Regions from separate parts of the Ovis aries genome. Here region 1 is linked to region 2. The links are chromatin contacts, called in public Hi-C maps. All regions are on one chromosome and are shown on one strand. The core of a region is the stretch at or near the end of the contact, and the rest is flanking DNA. Distances in the headings are between cores, read along the strand shown. Region 1 holds the start of TMA16 (translation machinery associated 16 homolog). Region 2 overlaps MARCHF1 (membrane associated ring-CH-type finger 1).

Region 1 (3,690 bases), core at 481-2,980, 43 kb after region 2:
AAGGACATGAGTAGACACTTTTCCAAACAATATATACACATGACCATCAGGTACCTCTACTATTACTAAAGGTAACTGCAATAACTAACATTCACTAAGCACTAGACACTGGGCTAAGCTGTTTACACTTAATTTTCATAATTCTACGAGGTAGACACTATGATTACTCCAACTTAACAGGATAACTGAGTTTTAGAGGGGTTAAGTAACTTCATCAAGACCATAATTTAGCAAAGACAGGTGCCAAACATCTTCCAGGACTCCACTGCCCACATTCTGAACTGTAGGAAAGAATTTTATAGAGTAACTGATACAAATGTACAGATGGAAAAACCTCCAGCTCCAAGCTGAGTTTAAATTCAAGACAGGATGCAACAGAGACACTACTGATGCACCAGAAAAACGACAGGCCAGGAAACGTGCCAGTGAGAACAGATTTATATTCCTTGACTCATAAGGCAACATACTCCTACTGTACAGCATGACAAAAGTGAAGTTCTGACAGTCAAGGACAACTACAGTCAAATGTTAATGAACACCCCCAATCACGAACACACAATCCAACTACTAACAGTAGTTAGGCTAGAAAATTATGAAGAGCTGGCAATCGCACATACTGATACGTAAAAAAGACTGAATTTACACAAACGTATAGCCTGAAGCAAAAACTGACGTGAAAAATGAAAATACAATGAAAAGGAGAAAAAAAATTAAAAGGGAGTAACGACACTGAGGCCAGATAACTTTCTGCCACACTATAAACTTTCTATGTCGTTGTTTTCGTTAGAAACTGAAAAATGAATATTTAAAAACCATGTTCAGAGAAGGCAATGGCACCCCACTCCAGTACTCTTGCCTGGAAAATACCACGGACGGAGGAGCCTGGTGGGCTGCAGTCCATGGGACAGCGAAGAGTCGGACACGACTGAGCGACTTCACTTTCACGCACTGGAGAAGGAAATGGCAACCCACTCCAGTGTTCTTGTCTGGAGAATCCCAGGGACAGCGGAGCCTGATGGGTCATAGAGTCGGACACGACTGAAGCGACTTAGCAGCAGCAGCATGTTCGTATTCAAGAAATATTCTCAAGAACAGAAGCGAAAAAAGCAAGAAAGAGCAGCTCTGGAATACAAACAAGCGGTAAGTATAAAGACAAGCAAGCAGAATTTGGATACTGGTTTCCTCTAAGTGGCTCATGGGGACACAGATTCAAGGAGGGGAACGGGGATTTCTTATAGTAAGTAGTAAACGGGAATTCCTTATACAGTTGACCTTTATACTTAAGGCGCGGAGGCGGGGCCTGGGGTGGGAGTGGTCACTGGCGGGAAGGCGGGGAACGGACCCGAGGCCAGGCGATCGCGCCGCGGCAGCTGCTCTCAGTTCAGCCGCGTCCCCTGCGTCCCCCGCCCCACCCGCTGAGGAGCGGCCGGGCGGAGCCTCACGCAATCCCGCGGGCCGGGGGCGGAGCCACGCAGGGCCCCGACCAGAGACCCGACCGCGCGGAGCACTCGCCCGCCCCACCCCCCGTTCTCACTCCCTACCCGCTCCCAGCCGCCCGACGCCGGCCCGCCTCCCCGACCCGGCACTGACCGGGCCTTCTAGGAACCTGGGGGAACCCACCATGGCGACGTTCGCACGGTGCGAGTCTCCGGAACTCAGACTGCACACGCCAGCACCTGACGGCCCGTCGCGCGGCGAGTCCCGCCAAACACACGAGGGGCGGAAGAAGCCGCGCGACTCGACCGGAAGCGGGAGGGCGAGTGCTCTTTCCTGAAACGTCCCGGGAAACAAGACCCCGGTCTTTGTGAGCCGCAGGAGACTGACGCGTCAGTCGGGCGCTCTCCGGTGCCGAGGGAAACGTAGGCTCTCAGGCGTCTGCCCTGCGCTCAGATCCAAGACCACACAGCCTCTTCCGACGAGGCGGCTCTAGGCTTCCGCCCAGCGCAGGCCTGCCGTCTGCGCCTCCCGGCTGCCGGAGCGAGGCTCCCCCGAGGCTCTGTCCTCACCAGTGAGAGTCCCGTCTGCACACTCGAGACTTCCTCTCACCTGCTTTTTCTGTGTTCTCAGGATGTGTCTTCGTTCCATCTGTACTTGGTAGGATTCCATGGACATTATATTCATTCAGCAAATTGTGTGCAAGGCTTTGGGAACGGACAAACTATTTCCATGCCCTTGCTCCGCTCATATTTCAAGGCAGAATGTGGAGGGAAAAAAAAAAATCCACAAAACAAAACCCTATCAATTCATATTGTTTCCAGTAGTGTTAGTATTCTAAAAAATAAAGTTGAAATTAAGGCAGAGAAGTTGTTTTAGGCGTGGTGGTCTCAGAAATCCACTTTTGAAAGAGTTGAACAGAGACCTATGTTCAAGGCAAAATTTTCAAGACACTTACTAACGGAAGTGAAGTGAAGTGAAATGAAAGTTACTCAGTCGTGTCCGACTCTTTGCGACTCCGTGGGCTATACAGTCCATGGAATTCTCCAGGCCAGAATACTGGAGTGGGTAGCCTTTCCCTTCTCCAGGGGATCTTCCTAACTCAGGGATCATATCCAGGTCTCCCGCATTGCAGGCGGATTCTTTGCCAGCTGAGCCACCAGGGAAGCCCAGGGGAAGTTAAGACAAACTTTACTCAAGAGATTTCTCCTCTGTGTAAGGATCACCACAATGGGGGAGAGATCTACTCTTAATATACGTGGACAAGTGGGAATTTATAGCCAAGGAGCAGAGTCGGGGTTGGTGGATGGAAAGTACTATGAGGAAACATTAAGGTTATAACGGTGTGTTCTGGCTACACCAACCTGATGGCGTAGGTGCTAAGTTGCTTCAGTTGTGTCCGACTCTGTGTGACCCTATGTATTGCAGTCCACTATGCTCCTTTGTCCTTGGGATTCTCCAGGCAAGAATACTGGAGTCGGTTACCCGCGGCCTCCTCCAGAGGATCATGCCGACCCAGGGAAGGAACCTAGGTCTCTTCCGTCTAACCTGCACTGGCAGTTGAGTTCTTTACCACTAGCGCCATCTGGGAAGCCCAACCTGGAAATAGGCAGGCTGGTGTAATCAGCCTTCACCTGATATTAATAGATGCGGAGGTTGACCAGATATGGAGGATTGGGGATTCTGTCTAAACTGACTTCCCTACTAAAACTGAACAATCAGGTAAGAATAGGAAAGCCAAAATTCCAGGCCTAGTTGAAAAATGAGTTCAGAAGAACCTAAGTAGAATTTGGTCAAGGAGAGACTCTTGTCACCTGAATTAAAGGAGAAAACCAGACAGTGGCAAGGAGCTACAGACATAGTGAAGTTTGGTGTGTTTGTTAGATATGTTTGCACAGGTTCATGTATTTAATCAACAAATATAGCCATTTAAAACTAAATTGTAACCAAGAGTGGGTGACCACAGGATCCATGAATCTTGGGGCAATGCTTTTAAGTGTGTGAAAGTGCATTGTGCATGAAGCTACACAATCAAGGGCAGACTTGCAGTATGTACTCTGGAAGTATTATTCTGCTGAGAACAGTTAACCCATAGTGTTTACACCCTACTTCTGTACTCTCACCATTTCCTGTGAAGCCGCCTTACACACACCCAAGCCTATTCCCTGAATCTGGCTCAGGGCACATCATTGTTCTGAGTTCTGTGTTACTGCAAATCCAGTAAGCATTAAATTATTATTCTGTGGTCATAATTTT
Region 2 (3,399 bases), core at 557-3,056:
CATTGGGAGGTAGCTTCTTTACCACTAGTGCCACCTGGGAAGCTTCAGAGATTTCTTTTAACTTTTAACTTTATACTGGGGATATATAGATGATGAACAATGTTGTAATAGTTTCAGGTGGACAGAAAAGGTACTCAGCCATACATATACATATCCCCCAAATTCCCCTCCCATCCAGGGTGCCACAAAACACTGAACAGAGTTCCCTGTGATATACAGTGAGTCCTTGTTGGTTATCCATTTTAAATGTAGCAGTGCGTACATGACTTTCCCCAACCCCCTAACTATCCTTTCTCCCCATCGCTCCCCTCAGAGAAAATTTGTTTAAGCCCATGTCCTCCATGGTTGCCGGCACTGGCCGTTCTGCAGACCTTGCAGTTGTGTGTGTGTGTGTGTGTGCGCGTGCATGTGAGAACAGAGGCGCGCTCTGTCCCTGCACCATCTCACCGTCCCCTACGGCCTCAGGGACGGAGGGCTTCCTCGCGGGCTAGAGCAGACCTGCAAGCTGGACCGAAGCTAGCCTGAAGTCTGACTCAGGGTCCCAGTGATCACCCTGCTCAGGTCCGCTGTCTCAGCCTGCAGGGTCTCCCCCGTGGGGTCGCCCAGCCACAAGGAAGGGGAAGGAGATGAACAGGAGGATGACCCTCATGTCATCCACATGCAGACTGCATGCAGTTCTCTCTTAACTCATTTCCTCAATCCCATTTCTGGGACATGTGAGCGGATAGTGTTTGTTTATTTCCCGTTGGATATGACTGTCGGCTTCAGCCCTGAAACCCGTGACCCAGGTCTCCTGTTTCTGTCCCTCTCGAGTCCTCCTGGGTGTCCTTTTGTCCCCAGATATTGTTTCTGTGTCGGTAACGCCCTTCCCCGGATCTCCAACCAGACATCTGCCTGCCTCCCGACCTCTCCATTTAAAGGTCTCCCAGGCACCCAGACTAGTGTGTCCAAACTCCTAACCCTTCCACCACTTCCCACTCTGACCACTATGGCGATGACACTGCTAACCCCTAGTAACAAAATGCAACCTGGCTTTCATTGCCGTCTCCTCCCCTTCACTTCCAGCTTACATCAGTCACCAAGTCCTATTTATTTAGTTTGCCCCGCAGGCCTCTGAAATCTGTATCTCTCCCTCCCCACTGCTACACCCAGGTAGTAGCATCTCTTTTACTCCAAAACTGCAGCTGCTCCTTGCAAGACTTTCTCTAGTTTGCCTACCTTCAACACATGTCCAGAAACATAATCACAGCAAGTTCAAACAAAAATCTGACCACATTCTGTCCCTGCTTATTCATGACTCTCAAAACACATCCCGGACTCTGGCAAGGAGCTATGCTGACCCCATGGCCTGGCTGAAGCCAGCTATGCTGAACACTGGTTCACCCCCAGACCTGCTCCCAGAGCTGCTCTGCTCCTCTGTCTCGGGGACACATTTCCTCCCAGCTTTTTGTGTCCACTCTGCACACCAACTCTCATGCTCATGCGTCATCACATACTTCCTTGTCCCTTAAGTTGACTTTAAATTTCACTCCCTCCCAGAAACCCAGATCAGCTCCCTGAGATAGAATAATTTCTACTACCTCAGCAACTCTCAGAATGCAGTCCCCAAGCCCACAGCATGAACATCACCTGAGTGCTTGTTAGAAAGGCAGACTCCTGCCTCTCCCCACGCTGGGCCTGTGACTCAGAGATTCTGAGGGTGGAGCCCAGCAAGACGTGTGACGCTGACACTCTCTGAGCATGGGGAACACGTGCTCCTGCACATCCTCCGCCACCCCAGCCTGGCTGCCCATCGAATCACCTGTGCAGCGTCTGCACCACCACAAAGCGTCGAGCTCAATTCCCAGAGGTTTACACTTAATTAGCCCTTACATGATCCTCTTGTGCAGTCAGGCTGAGAAGCTCTGGCCCCAGGAGACGTCCCACACCCTGTTGTGATTGCGCATTTAATAGTCTGAGTTTTGACGGGGTCAGCATGTCTGTCTTGCTCACCAGCACATCCCAGGTGCTGAGCACTGTATCTGGAGCCCAACAAGGGACCCAGTCATGTAGGAGGGTGAATTCTTTGTATATAAGCTTTTCTACTTTTTTCTTTTCTTTAGACTTTTTCTGCAAAATATTTTTTCCCTTTCTCAGTTCTGGGTAGATGCAGGATTTCATACCACAGTCTCCAGTGGACTATCACCCAGGGTTATCAGCCATATTTCCCAACAGAAAATGATGCATGGTAATCAAAGATCAGCTTTCCAACACCTGTATCTATCTATCAATATTTATACACATGGTATATAAGGTCAGTTTTCTACCATATACTTGTAAACATTATTTTCAGTTTCTTAAAAACAAGTGAAAATGAGATAGCTTTTATCTTTGGTGTTCAGACTTTTTGAATTAGGAAGCAAGATCTTTATCATGAACCAGACTCCGTAGTTATTCCTACAGAGTCACTGGCTAGAGGGACAGTAATTTCAAGTGGGACCGAGGTGACTTTTGTAAAAGTTTTTTTTTTTTTTTCTTTTTTGTAAAAGGCTCTCTGTATTTGTGTTCAAATTGTATGTAACACCTGACTTCCCAAAGTACACATTATCAGGTGGTGTAGACATCTTTGTGAGTTGTTATTAATCTTCCTTTGGCATTGGAACTGTGAGAACTGATCCTGAACTGGCTTTTAAAGTTTTGGGGAAAAAAACCTGCATAATTTAAAAGTTAAAATATTTAAAATCCATCTTGAAAACCTTCAAAAACCTTTGAAGAAGAACAAATTGCCCTTCTTTAACCAGAATGGAAGTTGAATATAAAACAGCAACATCTTCTGAGCTGTAATAACAAGACTGTCAGGAAAAAGTCCTTTGTATATTGAGTGACTGTCCTTTTAGCCTAAATATGCATCATGCTCCAGATTCCTCTCTATTTCCTGTGATGAAAAAGGCAAAAACAAAAACACATGGTACTTGAAACTTTAACATCCTAAATTATCCATGTTGTCAACTCTAATTTGGGGGAACAGTTACTCCCCCTGCTTTATCTTTACATATTCTAGAAGAAAGCTTCAGGGTACTATCTGTGTGCTGAAAACAAATCACAAAAATAAGGCCAAGAAAATGAAGCAATTCATGTTATCTATGAAAGAGACTGTAGGTGCAGAGTTAAGGCTGCTCCAGGACCATTTAAATGCATAGGAATGAGGGACTAGTGTCGCAAATTGATTTTGTTTACTTCTGACTCCCTCACAAGCCTCCATGAACACCCAGGGGTGGACTGCACCTCCCTACTGGCTGTGAACATCTGCTTTAAGAGCATCTTAAAAATCACTTCCCTGACATCCATTTAATATTTTCCTTTTCAGCACTGTTGTTTAAACATTCCTTTTTAACATAACTATACATGCTGTTTTGTTAA

Evidence for each region. Hi-C and Micro-C count contacts between places; a contact is called where the count stands out from the background.
Region 1: a Hi-C map of blood shows a contact between it and region 2, with 4 times the contacts expected there. The contact joins the promoter of TMA16 here to the enhancer-like site in region 2. A contact is called at or near these places in 9 of 16 Hi-C or Micro-C datasets (blood, mesenteric adipose tissue, mixed tissues and 4 more).

The regions. Positions count from the first base shown.
Region 1 is chr6:2,387,738-2,391,427 of ARS-UI_Ramb_v3.0, forward strand. TMA16 (translation machinery associated 16 homolog) reads right to left here and starts at 1,731. Exons shown (of 7, transcript XM_060417506.1): 1 at 857-1,731. The coding sequence starts at 1,024. It overlaps LOC132659991 (a long non-coding RNA gene), which reads left to right and starts at 1,789. Exons shown (of 3, transcript XR_009601117.1): 1 at 1,789-2,094.
Region 2 is chr6:2,344,550-2,347,948 of ARS-UI_Ramb_v3.0, forward strand. The region is part of intron 4 of MARCHF1 (membrane associated ring-CH-type finger 1); the gene reads left to right. Among named protein-coding and RNA genes, the nearest start is that of TMA16, 43 kb to the right of the region's middle. Within about 2 kb of position 1,807, at least 1 of the 54 cell types and tissues checked has an H3K27ac peak or open chromatin away from gene starts, as enhancers often do.